3 separate regions of the Gossypium hirsutum genome follow, and regions 1 and 3 are each linked to region 2. A link is a contact called in public Hi-C data. All regions are on one chromosome and are shown on one strand. The core of a region is the stretch at or near the end of the contact, and the rest is flanking DNA. Distances in the headings are between cores, read along the strand shown.

Region 1 (3,492 bases), core at 924-3,423, 200 kb after region 2:
CAATTTTTAACAACTAACTATTAAAACATAATTAATTATTTAAAATTTATTTTTATATTTTTTAAATAATAAAAACAATCACTCCCTTATAAACTTTTTAATGTGGAGAATTCTAGTTTTTTCTTATCAATTTTATATTTTAAATATTTTAGTTTCAAGTCATCATATATCCAATGACATCATGACACATAATCATTCGTCTTCTATTGTCGTTTACTTGCATTAAATGATACATGTTTCTTTACTTAATATCTATGTATTTTTAAGCTAAACTATAAAAATAGTTATTTTAGTCACTTATGTTTGAAATATTATATTTTTATCACTTACGTTATCGTTTTGTTACGAAATGGTCATTCTACCGTTAAACTCCACTACCTCCTTAATGACAGTCTTATGTGACAGTCCAAATAGATTTTATATGCCAATTTGGATGTCTAGTTACTGAGATAAAAATAGGTTTTTAATTAAATAAATTTAATTTGGACTGTCACGTAAGACATCCAAATTGTTATTTAAAACCCATTTGGACTGCCACGTAGGATCGCCGTTAGGGAGATAAGGGTAACATAACGATAGAGTGACCATTTCGTAACAAAACGATAACAGAAGTGACTAAAATGTAACATTTCAAACAAAAATAACTAATTGTAATATGAGGCAAACAAAAATGATTATTTTTATAGTTTACCCTTATTTCTATCTTTAATATATATTTAAAAGATATATAGTGCTACTTAAATAAAATAAAATCTTTTAAAATATGTATTTTATTTTTATAGCTGTGAGATTTTCTTATTGTGCTTTTGAGAACGCGGACACAGGTGGTGCATGGTTGTCATCAGCTCGTGCCGTAAGGTGTTGGGTTAAGTCCCGCAACGAGTACAACCCTCGTGTTTAATTGCCACCGTTGAGTTTGGAACCCTAAGTAGACTGCCGGTGATAAGCCAGAGGAAGGTGAGGATGACGTCAAGTCATCATGCCCCTTATGCCCTGGGCGACACATGTGCTACAATGGACGGGACAAAGGGTTGCGATCTCGCGAGGGTGAGCTAACTCCAAAAACCCGTCCTCAATTCGAATTGTAGGCTGCAACTCGCCTGCATGAAGCCGGAAATCGCTAGTAATCGCCGGTTAGCCATACGACAGTGAATTCATTCCCAGGCCTTATACACATCGCCTGTCACACTATGGGAGCTGGCCATGCCCGAAGTTGTTACCTTAACCGCAAGGAGGGGGATGTTGAAGGCATGGCTAGTGACTGGACTGAAGTCGTAACAAGGTAGCCATACTGGAAGGTATGACTAGACCACTTCCTTTTCAGGGATAGCTAATGCTTGTTGCGTATTTTGGTTTGACAATGCTTCACACCCAAAAAGAAGCGAGCTACGTTTGAATTAAACTTGGAGATGGAAGCTTTCTTTCGTTTCTCGATGGTGAAGTAAGACCAAGCCCATGAGCTTATTATCCTAGGTCGGAACAAGTTGATAGGATCTCCTTTTATGCCTTCGGGTCCCTCCTATGTGGTGACATGGGGGCATAAAAAGGAAAGAGAGGGATCGAGTTTCTCTCACTTTGGTCATAGTGGGCCCATAGCGAGTCCCCAGCGGGAGGCTCGCACGACGGGCTATTACCTCAGCGGTAGAGCATGCCCTTGATAATTGCGTTGTTGTGCCTGGGCTGTGAGGGCTCTCAGCCATATGGATGGTTCAATGTGCTCATCAACGCCTGACCCTGAGATATGGATCACCCAAGGCACATTAGCATGGCATACTTCTCCTGTTTGAACAGGGGTTTGGAACCAAACTTCTCCTTAGGAGGATAGATGAGACGATTTAGGTGAGATTTTCTTATTTCAATGAGCGTGCGTGCTAAGTATTACTTTTCAATGCGAGTGTTCCATGTCTTATTACGAGAAATTATTTTACGAAGTTTTCTACCATAAATTTTTTAATTAATTAATGATATTTTAATAATTTTTTATGTTAATAATATATAATTTTTTGTAATTTTTTACCCTCAAATTGAAAATTTAAATCCCAAATCTTGAACTACGAGTTCAGGATTCCAAATTTAAATTTTAAAGGTTTCAAGTTTATAATTTAAAATTCAATATTCAAAATTTGGTGACTGATTTTACTACATAAGCAAATAGTAGTAATTAAAAGAAAAGAAGATTCAGTAAAATTCCAGTAGTTTGATCATGCAACACGAAAGTACTACACATCGTTTTTCCCATTTAATTTTAATTCAAATTCAAAGTTGCTTCTTTGTACGCAATCTTCTTCTATAAATTTAAACCAAAATTATACTTAAATGCTAAACTAAAAAGGCCATGGAAGAAGCTCATTCTAGTAATCAAACCCCATTGTTGAACAAGAAGCATCATAATCATCTCCATAGAACCGGTAACTGTGTTCCCTTTGTTTCAGTTTTAATGATTTTATCTCCAAATACATCCTGATTTTGTGTTTCAATTGAAATTTAATCATTTGGATTTTTTATTGATGGTTGGATGAAGGGAATGTATGGACGGCGGTGGCGCATATAATAACGGGGGTCATAGGCGCCGGGGTGCTATCTCTGGCGTGGAGCATGGCTCAGTTGGGGTGGATTGCCGGACCTTTGGCTATGGTGCTCTTCGCGTCCGTAACTTTGATTTCCACGTATCTTCTCTGCAACTGTTATAAAACGCCTGATCCTGAAGTTGGACCCGTCAGAAATCAATCCTACATCGATGCTGTTAACATGAATTTAGGTGAGATTTTTAAAACAGTTTATCATCTTTTTTTATCGACTCCATCTTTGAAACTTCATCAGAACATATTCTTAATCATTATATCGTCGGTAGATTTCAGAGTTTCTATTGGAGGAACTCTGAAAAAAAAAAACGTATGCTAGAGTTTTGAAGGTAGTTGAGAAAAGATAGGTCGATGTGGAATGGTAGATTCAATCACTGAACCTACAAAGAAAAGACGGTAGACTTTTCATCTTCATAGTTCTGCAGCCCTGCAACAATTTTCTTTCGCTAATATCTTTGTTCATTTCAATGTTCAATTTTCTGCTTTTTTTTCTTTACTTGAGTTCATCATGTGACCCGATGAGTGATTGACTCATATGCTTTAATAACCATACATACTTAATTGAGACACAAAGAAAGTATATGGACCAAATTGAACATTAAAATTAAAATCTGAGAAAAAAAAATTTTAATATCAAATTAAAAAAACTCGATTATCAAAATAAACTAAAACATTAGATACTAAATTAATTATTAAAACCATTTTCTTTAATCACTATTAAAGTCAAATCCATCCATGTAGGAAGCCCACAAAGGAATTAGATTTTGTCATGCCTTGCTAAGTTAGACAAACTCGGCTTCGAGTGAGGGGAAATTCATTGATTGAGGTCGTGATGATAATCATGAATATTTCATCCTAATGATGATGATTATGTATGGGCCCTTTGACCATTGAATTTCTGGATTGATCA
Region 2 (3,415 bases), core at 235-2,734:
AAGATACAATTAAGTTAGATTGATCGAATGTTGAGGAAAACTAACCTGCCGAATGGCAGCCTCAATTTTCTTTTGTGCTTCAACATCAAAAGGATCAGCTTGTAGAAGAGCCTATAGGGCAAGATTAAGTAAATGTGCGTCAATCAAAGAGATGATCAAGCAAATACAATTTTATCATAAGTATGATCATGCTGTTCTAGTATTTTATAAGTTTTCTCAATAATTTTATCAAATCATGATACATTCACCACTGATTCACAACCAACTAAAGGCATAGACAACTAATATAAGCTACTCACAAGCTCCTCCTCCTCTTGTTGTCGCAATTCAGATCTTCGTTGATGACGAGCTCGGAGAATCTCCTGCAGTTTGTTGAGATCGTTTCCGACAACGGCTTGAGCAAGCTCAGGATCGGTCTGAAATAATTGTCCAATTAGATTAGAATCCTGTCGAATCTGTTGTTGGAAAGCTGCAGGATTCACGGCAGATCCATCAGGATTCAAGCTCAAGTCATTCCTAGATGCACTGCCACTGCATTGACAGTACACATCCATGTTAAAAATCTCATAACAAGCATCCAAGTCAGGTCAGTGATATTTCAACAGATGAGATTAAAAAGAGTCAACGTCAAAAAACAAGATAAGAAAACTACTTGCCTTGAAGCAACACCAGAGACCATCATAACTAGGTCATCATCCTTAACACCCAAAGCACTCAATTTCTCAGAGTTGTTCATTTCCCTTCCATTAAACAACAGTTGCTGCTGCTGCAATGGCACCATAGTCTGCCCATAAAACCCAAACAAGCTCTAACCTATTAGCATAAACTTCGATCCACCTCCAACTCTCAAAACTTCTTTTGGGGAAGGAAGGGATAAAAATTGTATTTTTTATCAACTAACGTAAGCTAATGAATCTCAATAATCAACTTTCAAGAACCCCAAAACTAAGGAAAGACAATGGTTTCAGTTAACCCCCAAAAGGATTAAATAATTTAAAAAGGAAACATAAAGAAAAAAACGGTACTAATCTCTTACCTCAACTTCTAGCAAAGCTTTCAAATTTTCAACCTATTAGAAACAAAGGAAAATACCAAAATCAGCAAAATAAGTATAAAGATTGAGGAAAAAGGGGTAGCTTTCAAAACAAATTCAATCTAATAAAACAAGTAAAAAAAATCAGCAAAAAGGAGTAAAGAATTAAAAGAAGGGATTAAAGGGTGCTTAACAGTTTCATGAGGATCAACATCCAAGCTAAGGATCTGTTCATCTGCAGTCATTACAGTAATTCTCATCCCGGCAGTAGCTTTAGATCTTCTTCGTCTCTTGTTAGCTGAAGGGTTTGATTTTATGAAAGTTTTGGGTTTAATTTACCTTTGTTTGAATTTACTTTATATTGGATGTTGTTTCTTACGACAGAGTTTCAGTTCCCTTCGCTCTTTTAACTTGTTGTCGAAGTAGGTGCAAGTGATTCTCCACAATGGGGTCTAGAGTTAATCGCTTACATGTCATACTTTTATTGGTAGTCTTCCACTGTACGTTTTCTTTTAGATAAGTATATCAATATCGATTTTGGTCTATGATACTAAATTTAAATTCCTTAAAAAAAAAAAAGGTAAATATACAGATATTTTTAAGTTTTTCTAAATATATGTTATAATTTTTAGTATTATAATTAAAATAATAAATTTTGTAAACATTGATGACCAAATTTATTATTACTTAATAAAAAAAATTGACATTAAACTTTTGTTACTCTCTGAAGACAAAAGTAACTAAAATATTTAATTTTAAAAAATTAAGTAATTAAACAAAAAATATTAACAGTGGATGACTAAAATAGAATAAATTGAATAGTTAAGTAATTATTTTTGTGCTTTGCCTTTTTTTTTCATGACATTATTTCAAATGAAGCTTAAAGGTGAAAATACCTCTTTAGTCCTCAATTTCAACATCGAAACGAATTGGTCCTTCTTAAAAAAATTGAAACAATTTAATTTTTAAAGATTTCAAAAGTGAGTAATTAAAGACAATTAATCATAAAAATTGATATTTTCTATCAATCGTATGTAGTTTTGATTGATTAATAATAAATTAAGTCATTAATATTTATATATTCTATCAACTTGATCCTGATTTTAAAAAAATATATAAAAAATATATAAAATTTTAAAAAATTAAAAGATAATATATAAAAAACTTTAGCTTAAAAATATATATTAAAAAAATAAAATTTATAAATTTTGAGAGTTAAAATTATTATTAACTAATAAAATTATGTAAAATTAATTAAAAAAACTAATATTGTATTTAAAATTGATAGGGAATAAAATTTATTTGATTGTTTTAAAGAGGGAGGTGAAAAATGATATTGACCGCCTAAACGGGAAAAGTTGAGGTGTTTCAACAATTGAGTTGGGTTCAGACTGTGCGGTTGGATTCAAATTATTAAATAATATAATGGTTCTTATGTCCGATTGCAGAACCTAGCTCCTTTATTCAATCCATGTATTTCCATTGCCTTTTTTAAGTTATTAACAACTTCCATCTCTAAACCCAAAAAGTTAACCAAGTCTCCATTAGTATTTAGTATTTATTTATATATTATGTAATTTGTTCTTATCATAATTCACTTCATATTTTAGTTTTTTGTATTGAATTCAGTGACTGATTACTAAGAGAATTTTTAATTTAAATCTTTTATGATTTATAAAATTTTAAATTAATAATAGTAAAATAATATTTTTATGTCTAAAAATAATAAAAATTTAATCATTTTAACTTTTAAAAAATTATAAAAATATAAACTATTAAAATATGAAATTATATTTTTACTATTATAAAAATATACAATTTAATTCTGACAAAAAAAAATTTTCTTGACTCCACTACTGAGTGAATCAGGATGTCTATCCTCCTTCAACTTTTGAAATAATTAAATTGAGTGTTTCAGCTTTGAATTCCAAAAAGTCCATATCCCTCCTAACTTACGCAGAGAGGCCACATTAAAAAAATCACGTCTTTAAATTGAAGAGCATCACTCAAGAATCTAAATATAAACAGGTACAAACAAACACATCATAATATTCATAAATCCCAAGAAAGAAACAATCCAAACTGGGAAAAAAATGAGATTTAAAAACCAAAAAAATGGGAGGGAGGAAATTAGAATTGAAGTGGAGCTCCATAACCCAAGAAAGGCCTTCCACAAGGAGAGAATAAAGGATCACAGGGATAAAAATCAATCTCATCGTGCGTTGAATTTTTTATCTTCTCTATCCCTTTCTTGAAAACACCAAAACCAAACAAAGTACCGATCACAATCACTATAATTACCAAACATGTGCAGCACATACATATTCTCCCAAAACACATCTTTTTTTTTCTTTTATTTACAGGGAAACTTTTTGGTTTTTA
Region 3 (3,278 bases), core at 619-3,118, 150 kb after region 2:
AAAGATTTGAATTTAGATTCTTCTTTCCTTAGTGTAATATGTCTTATTTTTTAATAAATTATAAATATTGATAAGCTGCCTTTTGAAGTTTAACGGCTAAAAATTATTCTAGAAAGAAGATGTCATGGTTATTGGCAGCTTAATCTTTTACGTGGCTGCATAATGTGCCTTTTTTCTCCTTCAAATTTATGGAGCAACACCAGATTAAATTTAAGATTAATTATTTTTTATATTCCAAAATTCATGCAGAGGATATTTGTGAACAAAGAAATTTTAAATTAATTATAAAATATTATGTATCAAATTAAAATTATTGTAGATTAAGATCAAATTTAAAATACTCTTGAAACAAAATCTTTCATCTAAAATAATCTAAACCATCCTTATATTAAAGCTTGCGGAATTCCTAACTTTGGAGGTGAGGGGAAGGACTTGTTGCGTCATTTTGTACTTCTGAAATGCCTCGTTGGAGCATAGTCGAGATCCTAATTGACGGTGGGGGCTCCAACGTTCGAGATTTAGGCTTCGTTTGGGGCGGCGGTGCGGTATGGTGCGTTTAGCTTATTTTTTATCTCATGCTATAATATCGTTACAGTATTTAATCTCACCGCCATCACTATTTTTATACTAATCACAAATAAATACACCGTCCATCCAAACTCACCTAACCATGTGATATGCGTGGGCAATGCCCTTATGAGTGGCGCTCACAGCCTCTTTGGCGCTCAAGATCTCTTCTCCCTTAAAAAGCATAAAAGCTTTTATATCCCTACTGCCAGCAGACATTTTTTTTTAAAAGTGCTACCCTTAGACGTTCTTTTGCCCCCAAATGCGGATGCTTTTTAGACCACTTTCACTTTGAATTTTGAGTTTTTTTTTTTGAGTTAAACAAAAATATAAGTGGCATGCATTTTAAATTTGGGTTCAAATTCTCAATAAAAAAAAATTTACGGATAGTAAAATATTAAAAAATTCTGAAAATTAGGATACAAATAAAATGATCATCTCTAATTCAGTTGTATCAATATAAAAGAGATAATTCATTTTTAAGATCAAGTTTCGATGACTTTTGAAGCGAAAATTATTGATTTAAGATCATATCAAAGATCCTTAAATTTAATCAAATCAAATTCTTAAGCAAACATTTTACTAAATTCAACTTCAATATCAAGACTTAATGACCCTTAAAGCAAACCACATCTTTTTAAGATCAAATTTAGATGGTTTTTGGATTGCTCCATCAAAAATAAGAATTAAAAGAGTTCTCTTTGTAATTAAAAAATTCAAAAATTGTACTCTTTTCAAAGAACACAAATAAAATTTGATTCTAATTTTTCAATTCAATTTAGGATCGAAATTTTTTGTGTACATATACATATAAACTTTTATTAAAATTTAGGAATTTTATATAATTTTTAATTAATATTTATTTTAGTAATAAACATAAACAATCACATATATTATTAATATTTATATTATAAGTTTTATATGACATAAGTTTTATAATATAAAAATAAAAAATAATATCTTATTGGTTCGAGCGTGTTCAACACATTTTTCTTCTTATTCAATGGTGAGAAGGATTTATGTTCAGGTTTATAATTTATATCAAATGAAGAAAAAAATATTTAGTTATGAGTTGAGTCTAGAGCCTCTCATGAGTTGGGCCAACTCAAGGCTTGATTTCAAAAAATTTTCACGTTCATACCCATTTCGGGCCAACATGATTCACTAAAAAAAATTATTTTACTATTAAAAATAATAAAATATTAAGAATATTTTATATTAATATCTTTTAATTAAATTTAAAATTATTTTTTATTATTTAAAATGAATTCAAATCCAAAATACAATATTCTTGTTCAAAGTTTGATCCAAATCAGGCTGGGTTTATTAGACCCAGTGGGCTATCCGGGCATTGGAAAGGTGTAGTGTGGCACTCAAATCACCTCAATTTTCTTGACATTTCATTTCAGTGCCAACGGTGAATCATGTTTTTGCCTTTTTGGTAAACTAGCGGTTTGAAACCAACAAAGGGATCCTGCAAACCCATCGAACTGAGCAATCCCTTTTTACAATGTCGTAAAACCTCCATAAACCCACAGTTTTTTTTTTGTTTCCCTTTTGAGAACCATAAACCCACAGTTTTAAGAATTAAACCCAAGAGAAACCCAGAGAGAAGACACTAATCCCCCCCCCCCAAAGCCAAAAAAAATGTTTCAAAGCAGAGTAGTTGCTTCAATTCTAAGGAGAAACAAAGCTATAATCAACAGCTTACCATCCAATCTCAAGGGAACCTGTTCCTCTCGTTGTTTTACGCCTTCTTCTGCTAATGCAGTTGCTAGGACCTCCTTTTTTGGCTTTAGATCTCTGCCTAAGGTTCTTTTATCTCTCGATTTTTATTCTTTCTTCATTTTATTGACATGGGTATCTTTTTTTTTTTCGAATTAGTCATTTTTAGTTAATTTTTTAGTTCTTGAGAAGGGATGTGATTGGATTGATCACTTTCTTTTAGCGTATTTCTTTAAGTTTTTTGTTGAGTAATTGGAATCTTCATTTCCCTACTGTGATGCCGATAGATTGTGGTTATTGGTGGGAGAACAAGTGACTTGGATCATCCCCTTTTTTTGGATTTGTTTGATTAAAGCTTTTGGAGTGTGGGATGAATGATGGGAAGTCATTTAAAATTAGAAACATTCATACTAGAACCATAATATGAGTTAGATGACAGCACTTGGGATTAGTTTTTTATTCTAGCATAACAGATGCATTCCCTGGTTCTAATTTAAAGAACTATTAGGGATTTTGATCTGTATTGCCTTTTCTATATCCATGTAGAGGCTACATTTAGCATAAGTACTTGAAGGTGAAAATGGTGGTTCAAGTCTTGTTTTAACATCCAATGAAAAAAAGTTGTTTCTGCTGTAGATTTTCTCTTAAAGTTATGTAAAAGAACAATGGTGATATGCTCTCCAATTTGTATGTGAATGTGACTAAAAGTAAGATCTTTTATTCGTTTTAGGGACATCATGTGCCGTCTTTCAGGAATATGTCCACCGTGGCTTCTGTTGGCACTGAGGAGGAGGGATTGAAGATGCTAGTAACTGCAGGTCCACGTGCTCAGAAAATGGTGGGGATATGGCTTTTCGGTTCTGCTGCATGGGTTTTTAGTATGGTGGTACTAGGTGGTGTCACTCGATTAACCCGATCTGGCCTTTCAATGACTGATTGGAAATTCACCGGGAACCTTCCTCCCCTATCTGATGACGAGTGGCAGC

What was found. Hi-C and Micro-C count contacts between places; a contact is called where the count stands out from the background.
Region 1: a contact with region 2 is called in a Hi-C map of leaf, with 1.9 times the contacts expected there. The contact joins the promoter of LOC107895155 here to the promoter of LOC107895161 in region 2. A contact is called at or near these places in 2 of 34 Hi-C or Micro-C datasets (both in leaf).
Region 3: a contact with region 2 is called in a Hi-C map of hypocotyl, with 5 times the contacts expected there. The contact joins the promoter of LOC107895159 here to the promoter of LOC107895161 in region 2. A contact is called at or near these places in 22 of 34 Hi-C or Micro-C datasets (anther, callus, fibers and 4 more).

What each region holds. Positions count from the first base shown.
Region 1 is chrA13:91,439,021-91,442,512 of Gossypium_hirsutum_v2.1, reverse strand. It overlaps LOC107895155 (probable amino acid permease 7), which reads left to right and starts at 2,173. Exons shown (of 7, transcript XM_016820401.2): 1 at 2,173-2,408; 2 at 2,522-2,758. The coding sequence starts at 2,336.
Region 2 is chrA13:91,637,729-91,641,143 of Gossypium_hirsutum_v2.1, reverse strand. It overlaps LOC107895161 (protein DNA-DAMAGE INDUCIBLE 1), which reads right to left and starts at 1,484. Exons shown (of 15, transcript XM_016820410.2): 1 at 1,228-1,484; 2 at 1,037-1,069; 3 at 657-784; 4 at 300-531; 5 at 46-111. The coding sequence starts at 1,293.
Region 3 is chrA13:91,486,410-91,489,687 of Gossypium_hirsutum_v2.1, reverse strand. LOC107895159 (cytochrome c oxidase assembly protein COX15) reads left to right here and starts at 1,868. Exons shown (of 7, transcript XM_016820408.2): 1 at 1,868-2,379; 2 at 3,023-3,278. The coding sequence starts at 2,215.